Regions from separate parts of the Sus scrofa genome. Here region 2 is linked to region 1. The links are chromatin contacts, called in public Hi-C maps. All regions are on one chromosome and are shown on one strand. The core of a region is the stretch at or near the end of the contact, and the rest is flanking DNA. Distances in the headings are between cores, read along the strand shown. Region 1 overlaps OSR1 (protein odd-skipped-related 1). Region 2 overlaps LOC106509892 (a long non-coding RNA gene).

The links. A called contact is a pair of places that touch in the nucleus more often than the background predicts.
Region 2: a Hi-C map of retroperitoneal adipose tissue shows a contact between it and region 1, with 1.6 times the contacts expected there. A contact is called at or near these places in 3 of 47 Hi-C or Micro-C datasets (mesenteric adipose tissue, retroperitoneal adipose tissue and skeletal muscle) and 1 of 2 datasets of targeted methods (skeletal muscle).

The regions. Positions count from the first base shown.
Region 1 is chr3:118,763,090-118,767,343 of Sscrofa11.1, reverse strand. It overlaps OSR1 (protein odd-skipped-related 1), which reads right to left. Exons shown (of 7, transcript XM_021087818.1): 6 at 3,910-4,254; 7 at 2,237-3,164. The coding sequence ends at 3,029. It overlaps LOC106509896 (a long non-coding RNA gene), which reads left to right. Exons shown (of 2, transcript XR_002342968.1): 2 at 1-29. Among named protein-coding and RNA genes, the nearest start is that of OSR1, 400 kb to the right of the region's middle.
Region 2 is chr3:119,016,657-119,020,910 of Sscrofa11.1, reverse strand. All of the region lies in intron 5 of LOC106509892 (a long non-coding RNA gene), which reads left to right. Among named protein-coding and RNA genes, the nearest start is that of RDH14, 440 kb to the left of the region's middle.

The DNA of each region.
Region 1 (4,254 bases), core at 1,129-3,628:
GACAGGCAATAAAACCCACCCAACATTTCCGACTGCCTCCATTGCCTTTTCGCGCGACCCACAGAGTATGACAGGGTGTGGGGTCTGGTGGCCCCGGGCTCAGGCTTGCCCTTTCTCTGTCACTGTTACTGCACAGTCTATGAATCACTGCCACGAGTAAAGACTGCAGCGAGCTACGCTGAGAAGTAGCTTCTTGGTCCACCAGGATGATTGCAGAGGTACTGTGAACACACTGGAGGTCTCTGAGCAGCACCCCGCCCCACTCCCAGCACTGACCCCGCCCCCACCCCGCAGCCTCTGCGCTAGGGATTCATTCTTCCAAAAATGCACACTTGATAGGGAAAGTCTCTCCAAGGCAGGGCCTAGGGATGGAGGGGTGGGGATTGATGGTACCAGAGGTGGGGTAGGCAAGAAAGGAAAACTCTCCCTGGCATTCCCCAGTCTTTATAGTCCTTGAGTCCTGGCAGAGGTTCTGTGTGTCCCGGGGTGGTGGCAGTCAAGCACAATGTAAGGGACAGAGCAGGCAGCAGTGGTCAATCCCTGGGAAAGATGGAACCTCAAAAAGAGTAAAAGGAGGAGCGAGGCTCTCAGGTCCTCAGAGGTGCCCAAAGCCCTGGGTTGCAGGTGTGTGTGTGTGTGTGTGTGTGTGTGTGTGTGTGTGTGTACCCACGCACTGTTCTCATCTTGTTCAAGGGACTAGCAGAGAAATGGATGTGGCTTCTGCCCTGGGCTCTGGCACAAGCGGAGGCCAAGTGCATAACCCATACCACAGCCTGCGCTGCCCGCTCAGGCTGAAGCAATCGATGCCCAGTACGCATTAACTCTCCCTCCTCGTGCCCAGTTCTCTGGGATCTGGACTCCATTCGCTCTTTCGGACTCGAGATTAAAAAGGCTTGGGATCTTTCTCGATTATCGGGGATCACATAGGCCGGTCCCGAACCGGCAGCGCCCAGCCCCTCGTTCGCAGTGGGTCCTGGGACAAGCCAGGAAGGTTTTTGCGGGCAAGATCGGGCCCCGCATAGGGGCCGCGGCGGAGAGTTACTCCGGGTTGTGGGCAGGGTACAGTGAAGGGCCCCGGGCCGCCCCTCCAGGCCTGTCCAGCAGGGGGCAGCGTGGCTCCGAATGCTGCACTTCCAAGCCGTCCCGGCCAAGGCCACAGAGATAAACCGGGTTCTGGAACCGCAGAGTTCAAGCCCGCCGAGGGCGAGGAGGCATCCCCAGAGGAGGTGGGAACGGGCAGCGAAAGGCTAGAGCACTTTAACTTCCACAGCCCTAGCCGCCCTCTTTCTCAAACCAGAGGGCCCTGCCTGAGGCTGGGACTGGGGGTCGCCGTTGCAAGAAAGCTCGGCGCAGCGGTCTCCGCAGCCGCCGAGTGCCGAGCACAGAGGCTGCGCTCGGCTCGGGAAAGGCCGCGGGCGCCACCGCCTGCGCCGCCGCGCGGTCAGGATGCTGGAGCTGGGGGAGCCCCGCCCCGCCCCAAGCAGGAGAGCCCCCGGCGGCCTGGCCTCTAATTGTGGGAAAACTAGGCGCCCCAGGGATGGTTCAACTCGTGGAGGGCGGACTCAGATTTCTCCTCCTAAACTCTCCGGGCCTCCCAGGGTGCCCGCTCCCGCCCCCGCCATTCCTGACAAGGCTTTTAAAACTGCAGGGAATCTTCGCGGGCGTGGAGCCGGGCTCTGGGCTGGGGACAAGCCCAGCCAGAGAACTGTGTCAGGGGCATCGTAAAGGCGGGAGGGATGTAGGTTTGGGGCTTTGCAGAGGCAGCTGCCTATTGGGGCCCAGGGGTCTGAACCCGTCGGAGGCTGTCCGTGAGGGCCCTTCCTTCCCTCCCCGAAGTAGAATCAAGAGGCCATAGGGAGACTTTTGGTCGGCAAGGTGGGTGACATTCTGTCCCTTAGTGGACCCTAAGCGACCCCTGCACCTGGTTGAGATTTCCCAGGGCTGGAGTAGCGGCTTCTTTGTAAACTCAGAAGCTTTTGATGGGGAGATTCGAAGTGGGGAGACTGAGACCCTAAAACCGAAGTGGGGGAGAAAAGTAAAGTAAACTCGGGTGGGGTCCGAGGTAGGCCAACACCGGGAGGGAGGAGAGCTTCTGCACCCACGCCAAACCGCCGACCCCCAAAAGGGGAAGGTTCTGGAAGTGGGACAGATTGGGATGGGCAGCGAAACCCCGCTCGCCTCAAAGAAAGGGACCGCCAGTTTTCTGCGTTGGGGAGGGAAATTACCCATCCTGCAATGCCTGTAAAATAGCCGTTTATTTAATATTTTTTAAAAACTCCAGTGATAAATGTCCGTTACCGATGGTCAGCATAAAGTGCCAATCGCAATCCATCGCCCTGCTCCTGGCCCGCTGCTCGCTCGAGGTGACGGGGCGGCGGAACAGGGGAGCCGGAAGCCCGGCCCCTCCAGCCCCAGGGCCCCAGGCTCCCTCCCCGCCCTCCGAGTCCAGGAGCCCACCGCCCGCTGCGCGGCGGGAGCTGGGAGGGCGCTCCCCGGCCCCGGGATCCCGGGGCCGGCCGCCGAAGCAGATACAGGGATTACACTTTTGCAGGCTCCCGGGGGTGGGGAGGGGGGCGGGAGGAGGGGTTGGAAGCTGCGAGAGCACAGAACTTCCTTCCCACTCCCCTCGCTCTCCGCCGTCAGAGTTACAAGCTTATATGGTCAAAGAAAAAAAATAATAAAGAAAACGTATAAAATAACAATAGAAAAAGTAATACTTCTGGGAGAGGCGCCGCTGCGGCTCCGCGAAGCTTTCGTTCTTTTTTAAATGCAGTTTCCCTTCCGCCACGTGAGTACCGCCTTTTGGCCAAGAGTTTAGCCGCGTCCTGGGGGAGCCGCCCGGGCGGCCGGGGTCACGGCCCGGGGCGAGGCTCTGGAGTTCCGCGTGCGCCGGGGACCCAGGGGACACGTTTGGGACGGGGAAGGTCCAGGGAGCCCCTCCCGCTGCCCGCCAGAGTCGCCTTCGGCTTCTGTCCCTTTGGAGGAGGGGGTGGCTAGACCCAGGGTCCTGGTGCCCTGGAGGCTCTATTTAGCATTTGATCTTGGAGGTTTTGAGCTCCTTCACCTGTGAGTGTAGCGTCTTGTGGACAGCGAGAGTCCTGGACTGGCAGAATCCTTTCCCGCACTCTTGACACTTGAAAGGCTTCTCTTTGGAGTGAATATATCTAAGGGCAAAAACAGACAGAGTTAATCCTTGCAAAATGATGCAATGGTATAAACAGTTATCCAAGATCCCTTCCCACTGCAGTGAGGCGCTTGCCCTCAAAAGGAAGGAGCTTGTGGGTTCCTAGTGTGCAGCTGGCAAACGCTGAGTTTGAGGCTGCAGTAAAGAGGTGAGGGAGACACTGGGGCACCATCTGATCCATCTGAACCCAACGCAGGTCTAGCTCAGCTGAGGTACCACCTTCCCAACCAGGGGCCAGCCCCTGCCTCTTTACAAGGCCTGAGTCAATGCTGAAGGTCAGGGAGGGGACCTGAGTGGCAAACCTGCTGGGGCTGTGCTGTCCAAGAGGAGAGCCCCCAGCCACAGGTGGTTATTAAAATTAAAATTCAGCAAAGCCAAAAAGTCACTTTCTCAGTCACACTAGTTGCTCATTTCAAATGCTCAACAATCACATGTCACACACGTCCATCAGCACAGAAACGTCCATTGCACAGCGCGGAGGCTGGAGGAAGCTGTGCCTGTCTGGAGCTTAAGTCCTCTTCAGCCCCTGTTCTCCATCCCATGCTCCAGGACCCCATCCCTGAGATTTGTGTGGTTTCCTTGGAGATCTGGGGGAATCCCAGAAACTTAGCGGGTTTGAAACCAGTGGGGGGTTGTCTCATGAACCTCGCTGGGCCTTAGGGAGGAGGATGGTGAGGACGAAAGCTGACAAACAGCTCTCTTTGGGGCCACCCGCAGTAACGCACCTGTGGTCCCTTAGGTGGTCTTGCCTCCGGAAGGCTTTGTGGCAGATGTCGCATGTGTAGGGCCGCTCATCTGTGTGCGTCCGCTCATGGATAAGGAGGTTGTAGGACTTCGTGAAGTGGCGGCCACAGAATTTGCATACGAACTCTTTCTTGGTTTTGGAAGGCAGGCGTCCCCTCGTGGGCTTCTTTTCTGGGGACAGCTTGGTCACATCCAGGAGGGCACCCAGCCCACTGGCAGGGGAACCGGGACCCTCCCCTCGGCCAAGCTTGGAGGGATCTTCTTGTGTGGCGGCCAAGGCCAGGTTGGCAAAATCAAAGCGCGGCTTGGTCTTGAGAGCCCCGGGC
Region 2 (4,254 bases), core at 466-2,965, 250 kb before region 1:
GAACTTCCCAATGCTGTGGGCGAGGCAAAAAAAAAAAAAAAAAAAAAAAGTGAGTTACCATGGAGTTACCTAGTGGCACAGCAGGTTAAGGATCTGGCATTGTCACTGCAAGGGCTTGGGTAGCTTCTGTGGCATGAGTTTGATCCCTGGCCCAGGAATTTCCATATGCCTCAGGCATAGCTGAAAAAAAACCCTCCAAAATATTAACTTGAAATCTTGATTTCTGATATCTTTAGATCTTCTCTTTCAAAGAAGATGCTTTCCAAATTGAATATTTTCAACTTTATTCAGAAGCAAGAAATTTGAACTTATATTTTATTAATTTTTTTAAAGGTAAAATTCCTCTTGAGAGTTTCAAAGCTTCAGAGCAATTTGATGTGGAATTCTCTACAGCTAGCTTTCTTTTATCTTTGTTTAATCTTCTTCTGTTAACTTGTGTTTAATATTCACAGAGTCAAATGATCAGAGTAAAGGCACAATTTAGTTCTACAATTTCCTAGTTTATTCTTCAATTTATAGTGAGGCAGAAAGAAAAGACAAGAAAGATGATACCTGGAGTTTGTCTAAATACATAAACTTTTTCTCTCCAACCTAAATTCCCTTATCTCTACAAGCAATGGCTATTTTGTAAGTAGTTCAAATCAATTCTCAGAATTTATCCAGCAACTTATCTACAATATTTCTGACTCTGTACTACTTATCTATTTTTACCTTTTCAAATTGTCCTTACTGTTTTTCGTAACTACTTTTAGAATTCCATTAAGACTCTTGTTTTGCACATGACTGGTCCAGCATAATTCACAACCACTTTCCAAACCCACCTCCCCCTACCCTTCACTGCATCATTGAGTTTAGGGTATAATTGACTAATTCAGAGATTTAAGCTACTGTTATCTCAATAGAAGAAACTGCCAGACTGTTCACAGTTCTCTTCACATATAGCCATATTGCAATTCTAAATTAGAACTACTTAAAAGATTATTTGGAAGGTTCTCCTAACCTCAGTATTGAGGAGATCTTGTGATTTGAAAAAACTTTAATTCAGTAAAGCTGAAGATCTCACTTTTGTAGGTACTGAATTCAGAGGCAAGCAGACAAAAGCACCAAAGTAGCACAATAGCTGGTAACATTTCCTATCGTGTAACAAATTACCACAAGCTTACTGGCTTGAAGGAACACTAAGTCATTGTGACACCGTTTCAGTAGATCAGAGGTCTGGGCCCCATGTAACTGGGTTCTCTGCTTAGGATCGCACAGGACAAAGTCAGGGTGGGGGCAGGTGGGGCTCTGGGAAAGAATCTACTTTCAAACTCCTTCAGGTTTTTGGCCAAATTTACTCTCTCGTGGTTGCTGGTTGCTGGAAGAAGGTCCCATTTTTTGCTGGCTGCTGGCCAGAGTTACTGTCTGTTCCATGGCCACCCACATTCCCCCTGGTGCTTTCATCAAGGCCCCTCCATCACCATGGCAGCTATGGCATGTCCAGTCCTCATCCTTCAAAGGTCTCTGACTCCGCCCTCAGCTTTTATGGACTGATGGTTATATCAAGCCCACCTGAATAATCTCTATTTCAAGGGCAACTGTGCCATTTGGCAAAGCACGAAATCACAAGCGTGATAGAAACATCGTCATACTCACAGGCCTGGAAAATTAGGTCAGAGCCTCTCAAGGAGGAGGAGGTCATTTCAGAAATTCTGCCTCCGGTACTGAGGCACTTTATTCCTCCATTTTATGGGGAAGCTTCAGAAACTGAGAGATGTTCTATGCAAGATGACACCTTCTGAGAATAAGAAGACCTTGAATGAAAAGGAAGTTTCCAGTAAACAAATGGGGAATTTTTAAACTGCATTGATAAATTCTCTGCGATTGCCAGTGGAGTGAAACTATGAAAAAGGCACAGATGATCTAACAAAGAAAGAAGAAAGGAAAAAATAAACAGAGTTTTGTTAGAAAGGATCCAGAAATACCAGGCCTGAGCTTAAATATACTGACATGAACATGAGACAAATGAAAAAAGATGAGCCATGAAGGGAAACCATGCAATCGAATAATCAGCGAGGAGGCTGAGCCCACAGAGGCCGGGGAGCTGATGAACACAGAACAGAGAGTCCCGAATGAGAATTCCCAGATGATGGAAAACACCAAGTAAACAGAGACCTAGCTCAGAGCCAACAAACTGCTTCGAGGCTGAGAAGTTCCAAGAGTTAGAAAACAGAGATGAGGGTAGTAGAGAGGAATCCGGAGATGTCACTCTCGTGGATCTAGTGGATTGTGAGGAGAGGAACATATATGAGCTACAAGCAGTACAGCAAAAGGGCCCCATTAAAAGGAAAAAGAAGCAGCAAGGCTGAGCAGTAGATGCCGTAGGCTAGGGATCTCTGACTCCTATATTGTTACATGCCTTTACTTACTTTACGTATTGTGTAACAATACACAGACTGTATATGCCTTGACTTTACGACTTTACGACTGTATGACAATCATATGCCTTTACGACTTTACGACAATTATATGCCTTTACTTCCTACCTGATTCCATGAAACAAATTAAAAAAATATTAAAGATAATGAAAGTGGGATGGACGGGGAGTCTGGGGTTGGAGGATGCAAACTATTCCATTTAGAATGGAGAGGCAATGAGGTCCTACTGCAGGGCACAGGCAACTGTATCCAAACTCTTGGGCTAGAACATGATGGAAGATACTATGTGCATGTATGTATGACTGAGTCACTATGCTGTACAGCAGAAATTGGCACAATCCTGTAAGTCAACTATAATAAAAATAAAGAAATTAGTTTTAAGAAAGAATAATACTGTTTTTAAGTCCCCCCCCAAATAAACAAATAAGCTAATTAATTAATTATAAAAAATTACAGATAATGAGAATCCTTCAGGATCTTCTGGTCTAACCTCTTTTCACAACCTGGTAAATCTAGGACAAGGAAGGAAAATGAACACGGCTGGCTCAAACAATGAACCACAAGCATGGTTAATTTTAGGAACGCTAGTCCTTGGCTCCCCAGCCTACAGTCCTAGCAGAGGAGGCTCTGGTCTTCGCTTATAAGAGATAAGATAGCATTCAAAGATAAATCTTATGCTATTTAATAAATAGCAGCTGAAATGTAGATTTTATCCAAAGGTGGACACTTTGTAAGATAATCATTGTGGGTCTCCTTTTAGGACTTTTCAAGAAGACTCTATATACTTATTTGTTCCACACAAGTCCCACTTGTCTTAAGACCAGCATTTATTTTTTCATGCATGGAATTGGGGAGTGAAATTTTGATTTTACTTCAACTATCAATGGCTTTTACATGATGAAGATTTCTGTGTTGGTCAAGGTAGTTCTTATAATTTTATCAAGCAAACAAAAGTACTTTAAATAACTTGACTGTTAAAATTTTATTTTCCATCCAATACAACTGGCATGAAATGTGGATAACAGAGAGATGTGGGTTCTATACATGAATTCACACATCCAAATGAGACAACTAATTGTAAAAAAATACCTAAGACCTTCAATTGTTGGACCTTAGTTCCTCATTTGCGAAAGGCAGAAGGAGCAGTAGATTATACTCTCCTTGTAGTGCCAATAGACAATGAATCTAAGCATCTCAGGGCCACAAGGATGTTTGCTGGGCTGTGCACTGCAAACTTTAAGAGGTTGCCATTCTCATCACAGCCTATCTGAACGGCCCCCCTTGCAGGTGCGGAATATGAAAACTGTGATGTTATATGGGGTGTTATACAGGAAGAATGCATCTCAAAAGCGAACATTATAAAAATCAGAAGATAGTATTAGTACACACAGCCTGATAAAGAATCATCTCACTTTTGCTACAATTCTCCAGAAACCTCCCAGTATTGGCTGAGAAGAATGGAAGCTACTCCTTTTGTTCCGGCTGAGAAGAGCCCCCTTGCTGTAGAGGTACCATTTTAAATTAGTGATAAGGCTGCTGGATGACTGTCCTGCTTGCAGTCAGGGGCATGAGAAAGAGCCCAATAACAGTCGAGGAAAGGAGAGGGTAGTGATGAGCTCAGGTGTCTAAACATAGAAGAGAAGCCAAAAACTGAGGAGGAGATTACACAGGGAGCAGACCAGTGGAAGGACTGTGTATCCTGTAGGCATGGTGACAAAAACCAGTAATTAAAAATGCTCAAAATCAATCCAGCCAACTTTATTAAGAATAATACTTTCCGACTACAAAGGACTTGAGTTAAAGGCACATCCCCACATGGGCATGACCTTTAATATTG